4 separate regions of the Sus scrofa genome follow, and all the other regions are linked to region 3. A link is a contact called in public Hi-C and promoter capture Hi-C data. All regions are on one chromosome and are shown on one strand. The core of a region is the stretch at or near the end of the contact, and the rest is flanking DNA. Distances in the headings are between cores, read along the strand shown. Region 1 overlaps NXN (nucleoredoxin). Region 2 holds the start of VPS53 (vacuolar protein sorting-associated protein 53 homolog). Region 3 holds the start of TIMM22 (mitochondrial import inner membrane translocase subunit Tim22). Region 4 holds the start of MRM3 (rRNA methyltransferase 3, mitochondrial).

Region 1 (2,700 bases), core at 20-2,519, 160 kb before region 3:
TGGGTCCTGCCATCTGTGAAAGGCATGAGTTGAGGCACAACCTCAAGATCCAGACTCTCCCATCAGCACCTGGATGGATGGACACCTTGACAAAGTTTCAGCGCTTCTGCAAGGCCTCTGTCAGGATGCTGGCCCACACCGGAAGCCAAGGATGCTCAGGCCCAGCTCCCAAGACGCTCAGAGGATGCATCAGAAATACCAGAGGAGGGAGTTCCCTTTGTGGCTCAGAGGTTAATGAAGCCAACAAGGATCCATGAGGACGTGGGTTCGATCTCTGGCTTCGCTCAGTGGGTTAAGGATCTGCTGTTGCTATGAGCTGTGGCGTAGGTTGCAGACACGGCTCAGATCCTGCATTTCTGTGGCTGTGGTGTAGACCAGCAGCTGCTCCGATTTGACGCCTACCCTGGGAACTTCCATATGCTGCAGGTGTGACCTTAAAAAGCAAAAAAAAAAAAAAGGAAGAAAGAAATACCAGAGGCCAACGTGCCTCTGGGACTTCTCTTCCAGTCCAGCTTAAATGTCACCATTGCACTGATCTCCCCTTAAGTAAAATTTTCAAAAAGCCCTGAAGTCCAAAGAGCCAAGTTCAAGGACCACAGCCTGGTGCTCAAGGCCCTCTGAGATGTGGCGTGACCAGACTTATTACCCATTCTGCCCCACAGTACACCTGGGGCATCCTACTCTGTCCTTTGCCCTGGAATGTCCCAAACCTTCTACCTCAACTCCATCCATTCTGGGAGGCCCTGCTCTCCAGGGACCTCTTCCAGGAAGCCTTCCTGGCTTGAGAGCTCCATGCCAGAGTCTCCCGTGAACTCTGATTATTCCATTGTTCCATTTCATTAAATGCTGCCTTGAGAAGGATGCTGTGGGGCTCTTCACACTCTCGTTTCACTGTGCTGTAGTGCATCTCTGGCTTGACAGGGCCAGACGCGGACAGAGCAAGGTGGGCCGGCAAGGTCGGGCAGGCTGCTTGCAGGAGTGAGTCCTAAGGCTGAGCCAAAGAGGCCAGGGATCAAGCGAGCAGTCGGCACAAAACACTGCGCCAGGGAGAGAACCTGCAAGTGAGGAAACAGAAGGCGGGGAGCCGGGAAAGCAGGTAGGTTCAAGTTCAAGAGAGACTAGTACAGACAGCTGGCAGTGTGCACCATGCAGCCAGTGGACCAGGAGCCACAGGCCAGGCCAAGCAGGGCTGGGCTGCAGAGGGCACTTGCTGGCTGGAGCTGGGTTCTGTTGTGTGGCTGCTGGGCTGCTGCTTGCCTGGGCGTGGGCCTTTCCAGATCAGCTTTCTGATCCTCAGCTGGGGGGCGCCTTGACGTCAGGAACCACACTGCCAGGGCCTTAAGAGACTGAGCCAAATGAATGTGTCTCTGAAAAACTCTCCATTTTCTTCCTGCTCAGCTGTGGTTGCCACGTCCTGGCTGTCTGGGCCACACCTAACAACTGTGGCTTCTACCACTGTAATATTTACATGTTAATGGCTAGAGAATCCAAAAGGAGAGTTCCCTTCTCTGCTCTCTGAAGGCAGACAGAAGGGATCGATTTAATTTTTTTGCACCCTGGCAACGTTTGACAGGACATCCTCCAGCCTCAGCTCTGTGTCCAAAACTTGGGTGGAACCTTGCAGGGCTGGGACTTCTCCTTAGGAGATTGCTCTTCTGTGCCCACCCTGCTACCAAGGGCCTTGAGAAGCATCTCACGGAGCACTGGGTGCGTAGAGACCACCCCCCCTCCTATTCTGAAACTGGCTCTGCATGGTACCGACCATCCTTGGGTAACGTATTAATTTCAGGTGACCTCAGGGCCTTAGCACTGACCACCAAGAATACAACCTGCACCTCGCTGGCCTCCACATCTGAGAAAGGGCAACAGCCTCCCTCAGAGATGAAAAAAGGTTGTGCTTCATTGAGGACATGTGCTTGGGAAGAAGACGCCTCCATATAGAGAGACAGCCTGACAGCAGAGTGGCCGGGGGAAGCCCAGCACCTAGCTCTACCTTCGGGGACAAATCCAATCTTTCTCAGTCCTCGTACAAAATGGCACTTATTTGACCAACACCTTTTATTTTCATTTTTATTTTTATTTTTTGCCCATGTGTGTAGCCTGTGGAAGTTCCCAGGCCAGGGACTGAACCCATGCCACTACAGCAACAACACCTGATCCTTAACCTGCTGAGCCATAAGGGAACTCCTGGCCCATACTTTTTAGGTCTTCAAAAGACAGCATACTCCTTTAGTTATTTCTCAATGTAAATCTCCCTCTGTCCACTCAAGGGCAGCACTGGGACACCGTTCTGGTTTCTTTCTTCCCGCTGAGCTCCGTGTACCGTATTGGTGGTTAGATGGAGCTCAAGAAATAGAATCTTAGGCATTTAAATCTACTCCACCTTTCTTCCAAAAAAGATTTGAGGCAGCTTGAAAAGTGCATGATGTAGGAATTCCCTGGTAGCCTAGCGGTTAAAGATCCAACGTTGTCACTGCTGTGGCTCGGGTTTGATCCCCTGGCCAGGGAACTTCCACATACTGCAGGCGTAACGCAAAAAAAGGAAGAGAAAAGAAAAAAACCCCCCAGTGTGATATAATCTAATAAAAAGAGATGAAAACACTCCCCTGAAAGGAAAACAAGGAAGGAAGCGAAAAAACGAAGCATAGATCAAGGGCCTGCAGAGAAGTGGCCAGCTTCCCCAAACTGCTAAAGGTGATT
Region 2 (2,700 bases), core at 140-2,639, 240 kb before region 3:
TGACAGAGTTAAGTTCCCCGTGTTCCAAGCCTCCGGGGAAGCTTTCTGGAGGTGCCTGCAACTTCCTGCGGGGGCGGAGTGGGGGGTGCCGGGAAAGAGCCAGATGATTAGGCAGTGCCCCACAGCTGCGAAAATAATGACTTTGAGATTCAGTATGTGGAGTCGAAGTCTGATGAGCTGTGTGATTTTGGCCTTGTTTGCCTTGCAAGTATGGGGCAGGAATTAAATACTAAAAGTGCTCTGCAAATTTAAGCTAGTAACACATGTAATATGAGGGTGTCTAGCCCTTATGCGCCACAAGAAAAAAAAGAGGTCAGGTCACCCTGTGGAACCAACTTTTCTTCTAGACACTTAAAACAATGAGATATTTGCAGCCAAAGAAGGAGCTGTTTTACCAGTTAAACATTATGAAACTCTTTGGCCCCAATGAGCTGCTGCTGCTGCTGCTTTTTTTAAAATCAAAACTGTAGTGAAGAAAAGATGGAAGCAATATAATTTCTAACAATAAAGGAAGTCTTAAAAGTACAAATTGGTTATATAATAGAATAGTATTGACTCAAAATCACAGTTTTAAAAATATTTAACTATGTGGAAACATGTGCATAATATATTTCAGGAAGCCAAAATGTATGGCATGGTCGCAGTTTGCGTGTGTGTGTGTGTGTGTGTGTGTGTGTGTTTTATGCCTAGAAAAATGACAGCAAGGAACTACAACTTTTCTGCATGTGATGGAACATATTTTTTGCATATTTTCCCCAAATGTCTACGAGCTCGTAGCACTCTTGTAATCAGAAATATGAATACCTTTTGGATTTCTCGTCAAGGCTCAGTGGTTAATGAGCCTGACTAGTATCCATGAGGACAAAGGTTTAATCCCTGGCCTTGCTCAGTGGGTTGAGGATCCAGTGTTGCTGTGAGTTGTGGTGTAGGTTGCAGACGTGGCTAGGATCTGCTGTTGCTGTGGCTCTGGCGTAGGCTGGCAGCTACAGCTCCGATTCGACCCATAGCCTGGGAACCTCCATATGCCATGGGTATGGCCCTAAAAAGACCAAAAAGAAAAAAGAAAAAGAAATGTAAATGCCTTTTTGAAAAAGAAAAAGAAATATAAATGCCTTTTTTAAAAAAGAAAAGAGAAGTTCCTGTCATGGCGCAGCAGAAACCAATCCGACTAGGAACCATGAGGTTGTGGGTTTGATCCCTGGCCTCACTCAGTGGATTAAGGATCCAGTGTTGCCGTGAGCTGTGGTGTAGGTCACAGACACGGCTCGGATCTGGCATTGCTGTGGCTCTGACATAGGCTGGCAGCAACAGCTCCGATTTGACCCCTAGCCTGGGAACCTCCATATGCTGCAGATGCGGCCCTAAAAAGACAAAAGACAAATAAATAAATAATAAATAAATAAAAATAAAAAAGAAAAGATAATTATCTATCTTGGATTTTTTAAAAATTTTTTATGGTAAGAAATATATACAGTAAAATTCACCCATTTAGCTTATAACATCTGAGTTGTAATAAATGCATATAGTCATTTAATCACCATCACCATCAAGTCCTAGGACAGTTTCACCATCCCCCCAATTCTCTCATGCCCCACCCCATCCCCTGGCAGCCACTGACCAGATTTCTGTCCTGATAGTTTGACTTTTCCAGAATGTTGTATAAATGGAATCATACAATATGTCTCCTTTTGAGTCTAGTTTCTTTCACTTATAAAGCAATTGCATTTCATCCCTTATTGTTGCAGTATCACTAGTTTATTTCTTCTTGCCGAGCGTATTCCTCTATCTGGATAAACCACAGTTTGTTTACCCATTCCCTGGTTGAAGGACATCTGGGCTGTTTCTAGTTTGGGGCAATTATGAATAAAGCTGCAATAAACATTCATGGGCAGGTGTTTGTATGAACATAAGTTTTCACTTCACTTGGTTAAATATCCAGAAGTGGGAGTGCTGGGTTGTATGGTAAGCCTGTATTTAATTTTATAAGAAACTGGTCAACTGTTTTCCAAAGCAGACTGTATCATTTTTGCATTCCATACCGGCAATATATGAGCATTCTGGTTGCTCATAGAGCTTATTTTTAATGATCATAATACCAACTCGTGTTTCCTAGCCCTGACCATATGCCAGGCACCATGCTAAGTATACATTGTCTCTCTTAATCCACATGGCAGTTCTGAGGTTGGTAGTTATGATTCTTCACAGACGAGAAAATGGAGATGTAGTTAAAAGCTAACAAAAACAGGGAGGTCCCGTCGTAATGAACCCAACGATCATCCATGAGGATGCAGGTTCCATCCCTGGCCTCTCTTAGTGGGTTAAGGACCTGGCTTTGCCGTGAGCTGTGGTGTAGGTTGCAGAGGTGGCTCGGATCCTGTGTTGCTGTGGCTGTGGTGTAGGCCGGCAGCTACAGCTCCAATTTGACTCCTAGCCTGGAAACCTCCATATGCCGCGGGTGCGGCCCTAAAAAGACCAAAAAAAAAAACAAAAACAAAAAAAAAACTAACAAAAACGTGCCCAAGTTCCCATAACGACCTCTTCCTGCCCTTCATTCATTCATCCAATAACATTAATGAATGTTCCTGCTGGTGACAGGCACTAATCCAGGTGCAGGGAATTTAGCAACAGACAAAATAGACCAAGTGCCTGCCTCCACAGAGCTATTTCCAGGTATGAAAAGAGTATTCATCAGATAAAGAA
Region 3 (2,700 bases), core at 109-2,608:
AACCAGCCGCACGGGTTAACCATTTAGATCGCTCCTTGTTCCCAAGGCCCTTGCCTGAGACCTGCCTATGGGGCTGTTCCAACTTCTCTCAGATCCAACTTTGGCTCTTAAGGCATGAATCAGAGTCCTGGGCCCCTCATTCATCTGAAAGGAAAGGGGGGGTGGCAGGGTGTGTTGAGTTTGAGGTGCCTATAGGAAATGACTGGTTTTCATGCTGCTGAGAAGGATTGAAGCTGGAGATAAAAATCTGGGAGCCATTGCTCTGTTAGAGGTGGTGGTAGAAGCCATGAGTGGGTGAACAGCTTCAGAGAGAGCAAGGTGCATGAGAAGAGGATAAAGGATGAGGCCCTGAGCATCCAACAGGAAAGGATCAGGCAGAGGTGCCTGCAAAGTCTGAGGAACTGAAGAGATTCTAGCAAAACCAGGACAGAGGCTCCACCGAAACTGCGAAGAAACTCCGAAGCAGGGAGGAATCGACAGTATCACATACAGCTGAGGAGTCAAGTGAAAGGCATCTGAATTAGTCTCAACAACTGGGAAGCACTGGAGACCTCAGGGCGAGCTTGTTCAGCGGTCTGGTGGGAGCAGAAGCAAGTGAACCACATGCCCTGCTTAGAGGCACAGAGAACTCTGGCGACCAAAGAGGTGTCTCAGTAGACTGGCTACTGCTCACCACCTTCTGCTTCCATTTACAGCTCTCTTAGCTGATACACCCAAACACTCCTAGTCTGGATCAATACAATATTTAGGGATCTATTTTAGTGCCATCGACACTACTGCAAAAGTTCTTCTGGATTCATATACGGTGCTATCTCACAGTTAACCTTCAGGTTCTGAGTCTGCAAGTTCGTAAGCAGTTTAACTGAATCAGCATAATGTAAATTTGGCTTTGCATGGCAACGCTAGTCCCACACCGCTCATTCCACTGACTCGTGGTTGGGGTAGCAGCCTCACTCCACTTCCTACCACTGTCCCGGATTTTTCTTAGCTTGCCTAGCTTCACTCATTTGTTCACTCATTTTTGGCCCCTTCTCTCTCCCCTCAATGGCTTAATTGCTGAATAAAACATTTATTTCATACATTTATGCTACGTCAATTTAGCAAGCACTCTAGCCCACTGCCATCCCACAACCCCCGCAAGCAATCAGTTGGCTCGCAGGGCAGAGATGAGGCTCGCGCGCCCCCTGCTGGCTCTCCTGCGCGCTGCACCCTCCCTCCCTTCCGCCTGTCAGGAGCTCCAGAAGAGGCAGAGACGCGCGTGTCCGCGCAAGGCTTCCTGGGAACTGTCTGGGGGTGTACCTATTAGAACTACAAATCCCAGTACGCACCGCGCTTCAGCCACGAAGAGAGACCTTTCTGGTGACTCTGACTCTTATTTATCATTGCCTTCGGGAATGTTGCACAAGCCTGATTCCGTGTTCACAGAAGGTTTTGAGAGAACATGATAGCACTTCTGCCGCGTGTGCACGAACAGGCTTTCGCGACTTCTTTGGACTCGCCCGGTGTGGCGAATCTGCTGTTGCGTCTCGGTGGCTGTGCGCGCAAGGGCCCACGGGAAGCTTGTGGAATCGCCTGTGGGAAGAAGGACGCCAGGTTTCTTGGGCAGCTACTGTCATGGCGGCGACGGCCCCCAGTGCAGGGGTCTCTGCGCCTGAGGCGGCGGCTTCCACGGAAGCCCCTCTGCAGTACAGCCTTCTTCTGCAGCACCTGGTGGGTGACAAGCGTCAGCCCCGGGTCCTGGAGCCTGGGACCCTGGGCGGGATCCCGAGTCCCGCCAAGAGTGAGGAGCAGAAGATGATCGAGAGGGCGATGGAAAGCTGCGCCTTCAAGGCGGCGCTGGCCTGCGTGGGAGGTGAGGCGAGGTGAGGGGGGCCCTTGGGAGGCCGAGGGCTTGGGCGGCAGCAGGGTGCCCTGCCAAGAAGAACACGCTCCTGAGAGGCAAGGAGTCCGTGGGCCTCGACCTTGACCCACCCCCGCCTGGTTCAGTGAACTTGAGCAGTGCGTCCTTAGACCCTCTAGGCTTCCGTCTCTGGAAATTGGATCAGAGAACCGGCCCTAGATCAGGACCTGGGGGAGTAAGATGGTTGACCTCATTCATTCGTTCACACATTTCTTTGTTCATTCTCTTTTAATTAATCACTTTTCAACAGATTGTCACTGAGTAGCTATCACGTGCCCGGTGATGGAGAGACAAGAGCCTTGTTCTTCTGAAGCTAACCTCTTAATATACATAGAAAGAAAAATGTTGAGAAGGAGCCTGGAGGAGGGCCCTGCAGGGCAGGACACAGCACTTGCAAAGGTCTGGCTTGTAGTGGCTCGAGATTAGAAAAACAGAAAGGCCATTATGACTAGACAGCAGGGAATGGGGGCAGGAGGTGGGAAGAAATCTGGACTTTTTTTTTTTTTTTTAACCTCTTGAGCATTTGAGAATGTAGGTGTCTCTCCTCTATGCAAAGAGGCTGACCACATTTGCAGATGAGTTGAAATCTAATTGAGAATGAAAGGCAATTAAGAAGTGAAGGTCATAATTCCCTGGTGGCTCAGAAGATTAAGGATCTGGCGTTGTCACTGCTGTGGTGCAGGTTTGAGCCCTGGCCCAGGAATTTCTGCATGCCACGGGTGCAGCCAAAAAAGAAGAGAGAAGCAGAGAGAGACACGAATGTAGCGAGAGTGCAAATATGATGTACGGTAGGAAGAGGA
Region 4 (2,745 bases), core at 24-2,523, 180 kb before region 3:
CCTGCCCGGCAGAGTGAGTTAAAGGCTCGGACTCAATCCCTGGCCAAGGAACTTCCATATGCCACAGGTGGGGCCATAAAAAGAAAAAAAAAAAAAAAAAAAAGAAAGAAAAGAAAATGAGAACTCCTTTAAGGAATAATTTCAATGAACCCAGAACCCATCTTCCCATACACAGAAAAGCACTAAAACCATCAACTTGAGTTGTCCGTTTCTGTGACTAGCAGTATTCTTTTGATGTTCGACTACCTAATTTTGGGTCCCCCCCCAGTAAAAAAATCTCATATATATTCTAGCTCCTCTCCCACCCCTTCAGAACAGTTCCTCAGTTATCTGAGAGGCTGTCTTCCAAGCTATAGTCCTCAGTCAGGTCCCCAAATAAAACTTAATTCAAAAACTTTAGGTCGTGCGTTTTTCTTTCCACTGATAACATCTAAAATCCCTGCTTATCGGGAGCTTCCCCATGGCTTCCACCTGCCCTAGCCACTCAGGCGATCCCTGCAGAATCAATCGCAGCTGCTCAGAGCTGGAGACAACCCACTTCCAGGTATTGCAGAGGAGAATGGGTTCTGACTTCACACTTAGATCTGGACTCTTGGGAGGAATGTTGGAGCATTCACTCAGATAAACTGAGTGGGTGACCATTCAAAAGAGACCATTCAAACCAGCCCCCAAAGAAGCTGAACTCTGAATATGCTGATATCTAAGCCGAAAGGGTCCAAACTAGGAGAGTTCACTGCAAGGGGTATTATATAACTTTTTGTTTACTTTCTTTTCCAATAGATTGGAAGCGTCAGGAAAAAACATCTGTGAATAAGCTTAAATGAAAGACGTGTGCGGGCACACAGCCGCTGACTAATAAGTGTAAGCCCGCTTTCAAAGTTCTTCTAACTCAAGCCGCCACTCGCGATGCTTCCAGAAGCTGAGGCCCACAGAGCCAAAGGGAAGTCTCGGGGCTAAGGTCCGGAACCTGGGTTCCGGCTGAAATTCACATGACACCGGTGTCTCCCCTCGCCCGATCGGGTGGGGCTCAGCCACCCGCACCCTTCTCGCACGCCAGCCCCTCTCGGCCCCATCTGCACCTTCATCCCCAGGACATCACGATAGAAATATGCAGTCTGGAAGCGGTTTCCCACTTTGAACACGAAGTGCAGAGCTCTGCGAGTCGCCATGACCGCGGACACCACCCACCTCTCACGCTTACGGCGCCGCACCGCCCACGGATGACGCAGCTGCCGGTGACGTCACTAGCCGCCGCCGGCGCGCTTTCAAGACGAAGCCCAAGGTGCGGGGCAAGATGGCGGCGCTGGTGCAGCGCGTGGGTTGGGCCACGCGAACATTGCTGCTGGTAACGCGAGCTCGGGACCTCGGCGCGCGGCGCGGGGTCCGGGCGCTGCGGCGGAGCCCGGTGAAAGTGCTGTTTCCATCTGGTCAGGCCGTGGAGCGGAAGCCCGGGCCCGGGAAGCAGCCCCGGAAGGCGGCTGCGGAGGCCAGTTCCCGCGAGCAGCGACTGAATCAGCCGCTTCAGGTTCCCGCATCCCAGACGCCCAGCACCTGGGAAGAGTCGGGGCTTCGCTACGATAAGGCTTTCCCCGGGGACAAAAGGCTGAGGTGATGTGTTCCTGAGGCTTGTCGAATATTCTTGTTTCTCTTCCCTTCTCACAGCGAGGCATTGACCTCTTTCCTCCGGTTGGAGGACTTTTTGAAGCACAACTGCTGGTTTTTGTTCTGCGTGGAAGGCAGAATTAAGTGTCTTTCTGGAATTCTAGTTCATTTGTTCCTTTTTCTGTGAAGGGCTTTATGTCTGTTAGAATTAGATGTGTCTCCGTAACGAGCATGTTGGTAATTACCTGTCTTTTTGTTTCCACCCACAGTAGTGTGATGACAATAGTTAAATCCAGGCCATTTCGGGAAAAGCAAGGGAAGATCCTGCTGGAAGGTCGTAGGCTGATTGCAGACGCTCTCAAGGCTGGTGCTGTGCCAAAAATTTTCTTCTTCAGCCGTCTAGAATACATAAAGGAGCTACCCATTGAGAAACTTAAAGGTGTTAGCCTCATTAAGGTGAAGTTTGAGGATATCAAGGATTGGTCCGACCTAGTAACACCACAAGGAATCATGGGTCAGTGGTTATCCAGTGTGTCTCTAGTAAGTAGAGACCCAGGGATATGTGTTCCTAGTTGTCTCAGCGCAACAGAGTTTATTTAAACCGAATTCAAAGTATCACTGTGCTTAACCTTTTTGTTAAGACACCCAGAAAAATATAGTTCTCAAATCTGTGCATCTTGTATTTTCAGTGGAAACTGAAACCAGTTTTATGTCATTTGTGTCATGAGTTTTTTATGGTCCCTAGGAATAATCACTGTCCTTCAGACCTTATTTTTTGCGGGGGGGGGGGTCACTTTTTCAATCTTTAATGTCCAGTTAAAAATTGAGAAAATGTTTATTAAAAAGATTTACTTGGAGTTTGCATTGTGGCTCAGTGGTTAACGAATTCACCTAGGAACCATGAGGTTTTGGGTTTGATCCCTTGCCTTGCTCAGTGGGTTAAGGATCCGGCGTTGTCGTGAGTTGTGGTGTAGGTTGCAGACGCAGCTTGGATCCCGCGTTGCTGTGGCTCTGGCGTAGACCAGCAGCTACAGCTCCGATTCGACCCCTAGCCTGGGAACCTCCATATGCCGAGGGAGCGACCCTAGAAAAGGCAAAAAGACCAAAAAAAAAAAAAAAAAAAGATTTACTTACCCTCCATTT

The links. Promoter capture Hi-C pulls out the DNA fragments that hold promoters and counts their contacts. Hi-C and Micro-C count contacts between places; a contact is called where the count stands out from the background.
Region 1: a contact with region 3 is called in a Hi-C map of retroperitoneal adipose tissue, with 3 times the contacts expected there. The contact joins the enhancer-like site here to the promoter of TIMM22 in region 3. A contact is called at or near these places in 4 of 5 promoter capture datasets (fetal skeletal muscle, liver and skeletal muscle), 22 of 47 Hi-C or Micro-C datasets (blood, brain, embryonic fibroblasts and 11 more) and 2 of 2 datasets of contacts at active chromatin or transcription factors (alveolar macrophages and skeletal muscle).
Region 2: a contact with region 3 is called in a promoter capture Hi-C map of liver, with 7 times the contacts expected there. The contact joins the promoter of VPS53 here to the promoter of TIMM22 in region 3. A contact is called at or near these places in 2 of 5 promoter capture datasets (fetal liver and liver), 9 of 47 Hi-C or Micro-C datasets (embryonic fibroblasts, epiblast stem cells, fibroblasts and 3 more) and 2 of 2 datasets of contacts at active chromatin or transcription factors (alveolar macrophages and skeletal muscle).
Region 4: a contact with region 3 is called in a promoter capture Hi-C map of fetal liver, with 6 times the contacts expected there. The contact joins the promoter of MRM3 here to the promoter of TIMM22 in region 3. A contact is called at or near these places in 5 of 5 promoter capture datasets (fetal liver, fetal skeletal muscle, liver and 1 more), 33 of 47 Hi-C or Micro-C datasets (adipocytes, adipose tissue, alveolar macrophages and 18 more) and 2 of 2 datasets of contacts at active chromatin or transcription factors (alveolar macrophages and skeletal muscle).

What each region holds. Positions count from the first base shown.
Region 1 is chr12:47,060,125-47,062,824 of Sscrofa11.1, reverse strand. The region is part of intron 5 of NXN (nucleoredoxin); the gene reads right to left. Among named protein-coding and RNA genes, the nearest start is that of MRM3, 26 kb to the left of the region's middle. Within about 2 kb of position 1,269, at least 6 of the 83 cell types and tissues checked have an H3K27ac peak or open chromatin away from gene starts, as enhancers often do. A contact at or near this core is called in embryonic fibroblasts and retroperitoneal adipose tissue, where this site is marked.
Region 2 is chr12:47,140,438-47,143,137 of Sscrofa11.1, reverse strand. It overlaps VPS53 (vacuolar protein sorting-associated protein 53 homolog), which reads right to left and starts at 1,389. Exons shown (of 22, transcript XM_003131813.4): 1 at 1-1,389.
Region 3 is chr12:46,901,868-46,904,567 of Sscrofa11.1, reverse strand. TIMM22 (mitochondrial import inner membrane translocase subunit Tim22) reads left to right here and starts at 1,358. Exons shown (of 5, transcript XM_021067526.1): 1 at 1,358-1,852. The coding sequence starts at 1,615.
Region 4 is chr12:47,085,921-47,088,665 of Sscrofa11.1, reverse strand. It overlaps MRM3 (rRNA methyltransferase 3, mitochondrial), which reads left to right and starts at 1,273. Exons shown (of 4, transcript XM_021067529.1): 1 at 1,273-1,608; 2 at 1,872-2,058. GLOD4 (glyoxalase domain-containing protein 4) reads right to left here and starts at 1,235. Exons shown (of 10, transcript XM_003131815.5): 1 at 1,080-1,235. The coding sequence starts at 1,169.